Linked DNA regions of Canis lupus: region 1 is linked to region 2. A link is a contact called in public Hi-C data. All regions are on one chromosome and are shown on one strand. Each heading gives the region's core, a stretch centred on a gene start, on an enhancer-like site or on the middle of the called end of the contact. The rest is flanking DNA. Distances are from core to core; before and after follow the strand shown. Region 1 holds the start of BCL6B (B-cell CLL/lymphoma 6 member B protein). Region 2 holds the start of ARRB2 (beta-arrestin-2).

What was found. Hi-C and Micro-C count contacts between places; a contact is called where the count stands out from the background.
Region 1: a Hi-C map of skin fibroblasts shows a contact between it and region 2, with 4 times the contacts expected there. The contact joins the promoter of BCL6B here to the promoter of ARRB2 in region 2. A contact is called at or near these places in 2 of 9 Hi-C or Micro-C datasets (amygdala and skin fibroblasts).

What each region holds. Positions count from the first base shown.
Region 1 is chr5:32,256,010-32,260,601 of UU_Cfam_GSD_1.0, reverse strand. BCL6B (B-cell CLL/lymphoma 6 member B protein) reads right to left here and starts at 2,822. Exons shown (of 9, transcript XM_038536603.1): 1 at 2,730-2,822; 2 at 2,030-2,220; 3 at 1,432-1,653; 4 at 967-1,320; 5 at 609-733; 6 at 1-32. The coding sequence starts at 2,208.
Region 2 is chr5:32,043,741-32,048,536 of UU_Cfam_GSD_1.0, reverse strand. ARRB2 (beta-arrestin-2) reads left to right here and starts at 2,602. Exons shown (of 16, transcript XM_038536584.1): 1 at 2,602-2,723. The coding sequence starts at 2,701.

The DNA.
Region 1 (4,592 bases), core at 1,573-4,072, 210 kb before region 2:
CTCACAGTTCTGGCAGCTGAAAAATTCACTTCCTGGGAGCAGGGATGGGTAATGGCGATTCCAGTGAATCCTCAAACCACATTGGAGATGGATTTTCTTTTTCCCAGTTTACTGCTAAGGTTCCTGGAGTTCATCTGACTTACTCAAGGTTACATGGTTAATATGAGGACAAGCCAAGATCCGACCTCATGTCTGTCTGACTGCGGAATACTCTGCTAATCTCTTCAATAGTGGTGGTGGTAGGTGCAGGCCCCAATTACTGGGTGGAAGTTTCTGTTTCTGTGTCCTCTCTTGGACTACTACTCTGCTTCACAGCTTGCCGGAGAGGCCCTGCCGAGTCCTGGGCCCAGCACTCAGCCCTGATGGGCAGAGGCCAGGAGTTCCCAGGCTTTGCTGCTCAGGGAAAGCTTTAAAAAATACCAATTCCTGGCTCCCACTTCTAGACATTTTGATCTGTGGGGTGTGACCTGGGCAATGGCAGTTTTAAAAGCTCCCCAGGTGATTCCAATTTGCAGTAACTGGGACAGGCCTTTGCTTTTGGCCCAAACACTCGCCTGGAGCAGCCCCAGAAGAAAAGCCAAGGAGGAGGTAAAAGGAAGGGCTCTTACCTGGTGGTGGACAAGCCTGTCCAGAGTGTGATCCAGTGGTTTCTTGAGCTGGGGCTGTGAGGAGATGCGGGGTATTGACTGGAGCCCCACATTTGAACTGTCCTGTGACAGCAGTTGGAGAGAGCCTAGGCAGGTGGCAAGCCCAGAGAAAAAGGTTAGGAGAGATTTTGTGGAGGGAGGGTCTCACCTGGAGGACTTAGAGCCAAAGACCTTCCCCTGGAGGTGAGCCATACTGACCAGTGAGCCAAATCTAATTGTGCTGCCCCCTCACTCCCTGCTGCTGACCACCCAGGCGCAACGGCTCTGCCTCCTAGCTGAGGTTGGCCTCTACAAATTCCTGAGGTTCCAGGTTCTGTACCTGCTCTGGGGACCAGGAATGGGTCCTTCTTCACTGCCGCTGCCACTGCTGCTGGAAGCCTCGTCTCCACTGGGGAGCCGGGCTTGGGGGCAGAGTTGACCAGAATTCCTCTCCCCGGCCAGGCTCCCTGCTTGGGAGGCCTGAGAGTTTAGCACGATGAACTTGTACTTTTTCCAGTTGCAGGCCTTGGGGTCTGGGCTGCCTGGACTGGGGGGGCCTTGACTGCAGCTGCGAGACTCAGTAGGTGGATCTGGGTGCCCTTCGGAGCGCCTGGGACTGCCTGGCGGAGGTTCTGTCGGGGGTGTGGGGGGTTCCGCCTCCAAAGGTCGCAGAGAGATGCCCAGAGGTTCGTAGCTGGGACAAGTGCGATGGATGTTAGTGCTTTTTCCTAAAATTGGCCTCTGCCCTTGACACCTGGGATGCCACCTCACCCAACAGAGGACTCCGAAGCTGGGGCTCTCTCACCTGGCCTGGATGAAGCGGTGGCAGGCCTGGACCACGTGTTCCATCTGCAAGTAGGTGGCAGCCGCCAAGACGGCTGGTGCAGTGGCTGGAGAGAGGCGCAGGCGTGAAGTGTACATGAAGTCCAGAAGAGGAGCGAAGCCTCCGGCTTCTGGGCCCGCAGGCAGGGAGAGCACATCCACCCCCACTCCAGCACGGCCTCGGAAAATTGAATAAAAGAAGCCGCTGGAAAGAGGGCAGATAGGCTACTTTAGGGCCTGGGTAACCCAGGGAGACACGTGCCACCGTAGAAAGCCCCACCTCCCCCCCAATCCCCTGAGGGGCTCAACCTCCTCTGGCCTCTTTATTTATTTATTTTTTTAAAAGATTTTGTTTATTCATGAGTGACACAGAGAAAGAGGTTCCCTGCAGGGAGCCTGATGGGGGACTCCGTTCCAGGACCCCAGGATCACGACCTGAGGCAAAGGCAGATGCTCAACAATCCAGGTGCCCCAGTCTCCTGCTTCTGGAAGGCTTGGCTTGGGATCCCCTGCCAAAGACCTTCTGGCTCCACCCCTCTCCCTTCGGATCCCGCGCCACCCCCCTGAGTTACCCCTCCAACCTGCAGGCGATCAGAACCGCCTTGTGAGCTCGAAGGGGTTGCCCGCCAACCAGCAGCGTGACGTCAGTGAGGATCCCGCGGAGGCGCAGCTCGTTCAGGTTGCCGAGCACGTCGGAGGAGTGGCGAGTGAACTCGCGGACGTAGCCCAGCGCGCCCTCGGGGGTGGCGGTGGAACCCATCGCGACGCAGGCCTGCGGGCGCCCAGGGACCCAGGCGGGGCTCAGACGCCTTCCCTCCGCAGTTCGCCCCGCCTCTGCTGCAGGGCAGCGGGAGCCGAGCCCCCCACCCGCCCCGAACCGTCTAATTCTTAATGCGCTGGGCTCCCCGGAGCTAGTTCCCCCCCACCTGAGACCCCTCCAGGGTGCCTGGCGCGAGTTGGACGCTCCCAGGCCGCGGCGTCGACGCCCAGCGTAGGCAATCGGCCAGCAGCGCCCTCGGTTTGCAGCGCTCGGTGCCCGTGCAACACCCCGCTCCCCTCGGCCTCGCCGGGCGCGCGAATCTCGAGTGAGCCACCTGCCCGGACACCTCGGACGGCCTGCGGTCCGCACCCCTCCAAACCCCAACCGAACCACCGAATTCCGCTACTGTCTGGTCCCGGACCCCCTCGTCTGGAACCTCATAACTGATCTCAGTCTTCCTCTCACCAGCAACCCCTTCTTGGGGACCCAGGAGCCCGGCTCCCTCAGTCCACGGTCCTTACCCCTGTCCTGCAGGGGCTGCGGCTGCTCTTCTCAGGGGGGCGGGGTCTCTCTCCCCTGTTGGACTCCGCGCCTTTATCTGGCCGGGATGGCGGGGGCGGGGGTGGAGGTGGGGTGAACGCCTGGGTCTGTATCCTTCCTTCCTCCCGCGCTCTCCAGATGGCGAGCCCGGGGCGGGGTCTCCGGCCCGAGGGCGGGACCTCAGGGACGCCGGGTGGTCGTCACATCGGGGGTCTTGGGCCTCTGAACGTGGGACCGGGGATGGGACTCCGGAATTGGGGATATCGAGATTGGACAATGTGGGTGACCCCGGGTCGTCGAGGGGGCCTGGGGCAAGCGAAAAGCGGTGTTATTGGCTTTTGGAAAGGGGGTGCCTGTGACCTGGAGAGTAAATGGAGCACAAGTCCCCCTTCCGACGTACGGTATCGAGGGACTTAGAGGAGAGCTCAGCGAGACGCCAGGTTTGGGGAGGCCACGGTGGACTCGCGTGGGGGCTCAGATGGCGGGAGGGTGCGGTGTGAATGACAGGCTCCTGCAGCAGGGCCTACCAAAAGGGGGGCTCGGATCGGGCGGGACCTGGAGGGGACGGATGTGATTTCTAGCTCGTTTCCTTCCATTGTCATGCGACCGGACGGCTCCGCCAGCTGCTTCCCCTCGAGGAGGTGGGGAAAGCCCCGGGTGGGGGGTGGGGGTCGGGAGAAGCGCAGGAGACCCGGGCGTCGGGACTCTGGCTCCAGACTCCCTTCTGAATCCTTTTAGGGATCCAGAGAGCCAGCCTCCCGCCCAAAGGGCGCTCGCCCTCCCCCAGTGCCCGCTCACTAGGGCCTCGGGCCCCCGCCCGTCGGCTGCGCTCGGGGGCTGGCGGGGCGCCGGGGTCCAGCGCGGCAGGGAGGCGAACCCTGGCAATGTGTGACTCCTTCCACGAGGGGGCGGACGAGCTCTAGCCTCGCCTCGCGGTCTCCGCCCGGCCGGGGTCCACTCGGACCGGGGCGCAGGATCCACTAGGTCTGAGCGGCTGAAACCTTCGTCCTCCTCCCCTTTGCGCCGGGTCATGTTGTCCCTCGGCCTCCTTAGGAGGGGACGAAGGTTGGGCGAGGGGAGGGAGAGTTAGGCGACAGAGGACACTGTCCTCCGAGGCTGGGGTTCCTAATCTGGGGGTGAGAAATCCAGCGGGCTTCGGGAGCAAGGGAACTGGGGGAGGGGGGGTGGAGGGGAGACGGAGGGGAGACAAGGAGTGGGGTCTGAACCTTGGGAGCTCAGGCTTTTCTTTTTCTAATTAAGCTAGACACTATTAATCGGTCGGTAGAGTTGAATTTTTAGTGAACATTAATCCGAAAGTTGGGTGGGGTGGAAAAAGAAAGGAAAGAAGACTGGGAAGGTCTCCGGGTAAAAGCAAGGAGAGAGGGCAGGAGGGGCTGATAACCCTAATTTTAGGTTCCTGATCTGGGAGATAGGCACGGGTCTCACCCTCATATTTTGTCTGGGGAGAGTTGGGGGTGGCAATGTTTGGGGGGGGGTAGGGTGCAGAGCTATCAGTGTAGCTGCAAAGCCAGGCTGTGCATCTTGCACAGGCGCCCAGAAATGACCGCCCATCACCCATGGAGCTGTGCACCCAGGCCTGGGGTCCTCCTCTTCAGACTTGAGCATACCTTTATTTGGGTGCAGGCAAGAACTCTGAGGAACTGGGAATCCCGGATCACTAGGGATTCAGGACGGTGATGTGGCTTTGGCATGTAAGGGGTAATGGGGCGGTCTCTGCTCAGTTTGGAGGTGGGCGTCCACCTGGGGGGACTCCCTTTCCTATCAGGAGGGAGTTGATTTTGTGTTATGTGGTCGGTTGTGAGTGCATGCTTATTAGGGGATGT
Region 2 (4,796 bases), core at 1,353-3,852:
GTAAAGTGCCCGGAGCAATGTTTGGCACATGGTAAATACTCTAAAGTGCAAACCCTGGCATTTGATGTCTTAGGAGGCTTTTCCTAACCTCCAGGATTATAAAAATATTTTCCTGTTTTTTTTCTAATGCTTTTATCGTTGTATTCCATGCGTTTAGATCCTTAACCCATCTGGAATTTATTTTAAGGCATGAGATATGGAAACAACTTTTTTCTCCCAAATGAATAGCCAGCTGTCTCACCCCAGTTTAGTGAATATGCCATTCTTCCTTCATTGACTTGAATGCTATCCTGTGAGTCTATATCTGGACTCCCTATTTCACTGCTCTATCTAGTATTATCGCACCAATAACATAATTTTAATTAGTGTAACATAAATTACCAGTTAAGACAAATGCTTGCTTTATTCTTATTTATCAGAATTTTTCTGGCTATCCTTGTAAGTTGATTCTTCTGATTGGTTAGAATCCAATTCCTCTCCCCCGAAAAAGTCCCATTGTTATTTATTTTTAAGGACTAGTCAGGTGCAGTAGTGAGGATGGGGGAAAGAGTAGAAAGGAGTTCGATCTGTAACTGTGAACTATCACTTGAGATAACCTACTACCTTGGACCAGCCTCCCATTGCTACTTTGATATGGTGCTAAAATTATAGACAATTTGCAGAGAAATAACATCTTAATTTGTTTTAAAGATTTTATTTATTTATTTGACAGGGAGAGAGAGAGAATGTGCACACAGGGGAAGCAACAGGCAGAGGGAGAGGGAGAAGCAGGCTCCCCGTGGACTAGGGAGCCCAATGTAGGACTTGATCCCGGGACTCTGAGATCATGACCTGAGCCGAAGGCAGATGCTTAACCAACTGAGCCCCCAGGCGCCTGAAACATCTTTATAATGATGGTTTTTCCCACCTAGTATTTGGTGTACCTCTTTCATTCTTTCTAGCCTTCTTCAACATCTTCCTAAAATTGTCTTTATATTAGCTTCTTTTAACACATAGCATTCATGCCACACAGATCACTACCTTTCGGTTCCAAAATCACATTAGATATGTAGCAAGGTGTATCTCATTACCTTCTGGTCATGACCCTTTGACATCGTGATTCATGAGTCTAAAAGAAATGCATGATCAAAAGCTTGAAAGGGATGAAGGGTGAGCTTAAGAGGTGGTGACAGAACTGCCTCTGTTTGAACGTTAAAGATTATCCCAGAGACTGTCATTTTTTGGCAAATGGAACAGTGGGGGGATAAATATGAAGTTAGTTCATTTGGGTGGGAAAGACGTGCAAGAAGGAGAAATACCTTAGCTCCTTAAGTCCAGAAATGTCAGGCACCCATCATCCTCTCCCCATCCCATCCACTCTGCCCTAGAAATGGCTCCTTCGCCTGGCCTCTCTTCTCCTCTTTAGTTTTAGCCTCGACAGCCTTGCCCCACTCTCTCCACCGTCCACATTGCCCAGGATTATCCTCCTGAAGGAGAAATCTCACTGTGCCATTCTTTAACTGGATCCACACATCCTGCTCCGCAGAAGACCTTGTCCCTTCACCTGCTATGCGGAATCCTTCACACCCTGTTCCAGTCCCCCTCTCCACCTCACCTCTCCTGCGGTGGAACCCCACAAACTCTTCGGAAGAGGACACGACTTGCCTTTCTGTGGCTTTGCAATACCTTTTCTCAACCTCTGGCCACCCTTAGAAATATTGTCCTCAAATGTCTCCTCTTCTGGACTGCGTACCCTCCCTCCGCCCTTGCCCCAGTTAAGCGCTGGTAGTTGCTTTGCCTTCTGGGTTATACCTCCACTTTAGTGTTCTTGGGATCATAAGACCTGTTTTATGTGTCTCCCAAAGTGTCCTAGAAAGCAGGGGCCCTGGGAATTCGTGTCTGTGTCCCTATCGCCTAGAACAGTGACTAACACGAAATAGGCATGGATGCATGGATAGATGGACGGATGCACACATAGACGGGAGCATAGGTGCATGGACGGATGCCGGCTGTGATGAGAGCAGATGGAAGAGATGGGTAGTCAGAGAACACAGGCAAGCAACCCTGCAGATGTGGGACAGACAGCAGAGGGAGCTGACACACCACAGTAAGGAAGCGGACGGACGAGCCGACGGAGGCTGAGAGCCTTGAGGTGAGCGGCGCGCGCGCCGGAGCGAGCATCACGCAGCTGGGGCTCCTCCCCCACGTGTGCATCCCCGCATCCTTCTCCCCACACCGCGCCGGGGCTCCTTCCTCCGCTTCCACCGCCCGCGTAGCCCCCACTGCCTCCGAGAAAGCAAACAAAGGGGAGGGGACCCCCGAGGCGCCCTGGCCGCAGGGAGCCAATCACCGGGCCCTCGCCCTCCCGGCGGGCGGGCACCTCGGTTCCGGGGAGCCCAATCGGTTCCCGCCGGGGGCGTGGAGGGGCGGAGAGATGGGCGGGCAGAGCGGGCACCGGGGACCGCGCGCGCCGGAGGGACCCCTTGGGAGCGCGGGGCGGGGCCGCGGCGGGGCGGGCACGGGGGCGGAGCCAGTCGGCGCGGCGCGCGCGGTCTGGGCTGACGCATCGGGCCCCGGTTCCCCCGGTTCGGAGGGGGCTCGAGGGGCGGGGGAGGGAGCGAGCGCGGAGGGCGCGCGTGCGCAGTGGCGCGGGGAGGAGCAGGCACCCGGCGGCAGGCGGGGAGGCTGCGAGCAGCCGCGAACCGGGCGGGCGCGCGCACCATGGGGGAGAAACCGGGCACCAGGTAAGGGAGGTGGGGCCCCGCGGCGGGACGTGGGCGGCGGCGCGGGGCGGGGGCCGGGGCGGTCCTGGGACCAGGACACCGGGGGAGAGGACCGGGGGGGCCGGGTCCCCGGGGGGACAGCCATCTGGGGCCGCGCGCGTCGGTCCTCGAGGATAATGAGGGGGACGCATGTGGGGCCCTTGCAGACGGCGAGGGCTGGAGGGGAGCAGGAAAGCGGCGTCTGGGTTCCCGCAGGGATGTGGGGGCCGGACAACCGAGTTCTCCGGTGTAGGCTGCGATGCAGGGGCGGAGGAAGGAGGAGCAGGTGGCCGCCCCGAGGGGTCGGGTATGGGAAGGCTGGATGCTGGGAGGGGATCCCCCCTAGACTCGTGCCGAGCTGCGGGAGAGCCTCCTGGCCAATACCCCACAGGCGGTCGGGCTGTCCCAAGGGCCAGGTGGCTCTGCTTCCAAACTTCTGCCTTCCCCCAGGTTGCTAGGAGCAACAGCTTCATCTTGGGGGAGCAGAGTGCATGACGACCCCCCACCTCCATTCGGGGCCTTACCCCTCTTCCCGGAGGTGAGGGGAGACAGTATCTGCCCTGGGCACGCCATCCACTCCCCGGATGTTTTCTGTGCAATCGAGGCTCCTTCCTTCCACTGATACCCTGAGTTCTCTTTTTTGGTCTCTAGCAAAATCCACTTCCTGTTGTGGGCCAACACCCCCAGGGGGATAGTGGGTGAATGCCTGAGTCCCTGGGGAGCAGGAGCAAAGGAGGAAAAGATTGGGGCACTATGCCTTTATCCAGAAGGCATCAGGAACTGGGCCCTGGTCCCCAGACGCCTCTTTTTCTGCAAAACATTATCCTATCAGCCCCACCGCTCCCCACCCATAGAATAGGAGAACCCAGGTTTCTGAGCCTCAAGTCGAGTCATATCAGAAAGAGATGATCAGAGGCAGGACTGCTGGCCTGGATTAGGGCTTATAACACCCCCAAGAAAGGGGAAGTTGCTGAGTTGAGGGAGGCCCCCAATTTCCGTTATGTGGTTCAGGGAGGAGGATGGATGGACCAGAGGGGTACTGCTGACTTGGCATAATTCCTGCCACCCCCATCTAATTCTGGGCCACAGGAAATGGAGAGAACGTCTGCTGCTTCCAGCCCCCTCACTAGGCACCTCTGGGCACCCCCACACTCTGCCTCCTTGGCCAGCTGAGGCTCCTAAGAGCAGGTCACCCTGCAGCTGCTCCGGGGCAGTTACCCCAAAACTATAGTCCAGTGACTTTCTTCCTAATAGGAGAAACCCTGGGAAAAAAGGAAAACTAGAAGCAAAAGGGAAAGAGAGCTGGATGAAGCCATAGCTGTTCGCCCCCAGCTTGGGACAAGAGGTGGTGCTCATTGTAGCTGCCATCATTACCAACGTTTACTCTGCTTCATTAGGTTGGGATACCTGGGGACCCCCATACCCTTTGCCTCATGACCTTTGGACAGCCTGGCCTTCTGGGAAGAAGCAGCAAGTGAAGTTGTTAGAGCAGAACTGGTGGGGAGCGGGGGGCGGGGGGGGGGGGGCGGCTGGAGGAAGGATGGCCTAGTTGGCAGGACCTCACTGTCTACTATCCGAGGACTCTGCCCTGTGATGGCCACTGAGGTATAGCGGATTGGGATGGGGAAGGTCCGACCTGCAGGTGGCCAGAACATAGGGGTCACCAGACACTTGCCTACCCTCTCAGCAGTGGGTAGAGCCCAAGCTGAGATTGTTTCAGCTCCAAGGCTGGGTGTTGGGGCAGGGAGTGAGGGCAGGGAGCTCTGGCAATTAAACAAGTTTAATGCCGATTGCAGAGACAGGAGAATATGAAGTTTTAGCGATAAAGAGCATGGGCTCAGAGCCACATTGCCTCTGGTCATCTGAGTCCCACCATTTACACCCTCTGGGGTCTTATGCTCAATTCTTCAGTCCTCCATGCCTTGGTTCCCTCACTTGGAAACTAGGAACATTGGGACCTCCGTCATTGGGTCGCTAAGAATATTAAATGAGATAATACACACGAAGCTCTTAAAACAGTGCTGAGCACGGGGCATTCACCCAACAAATGCCAGC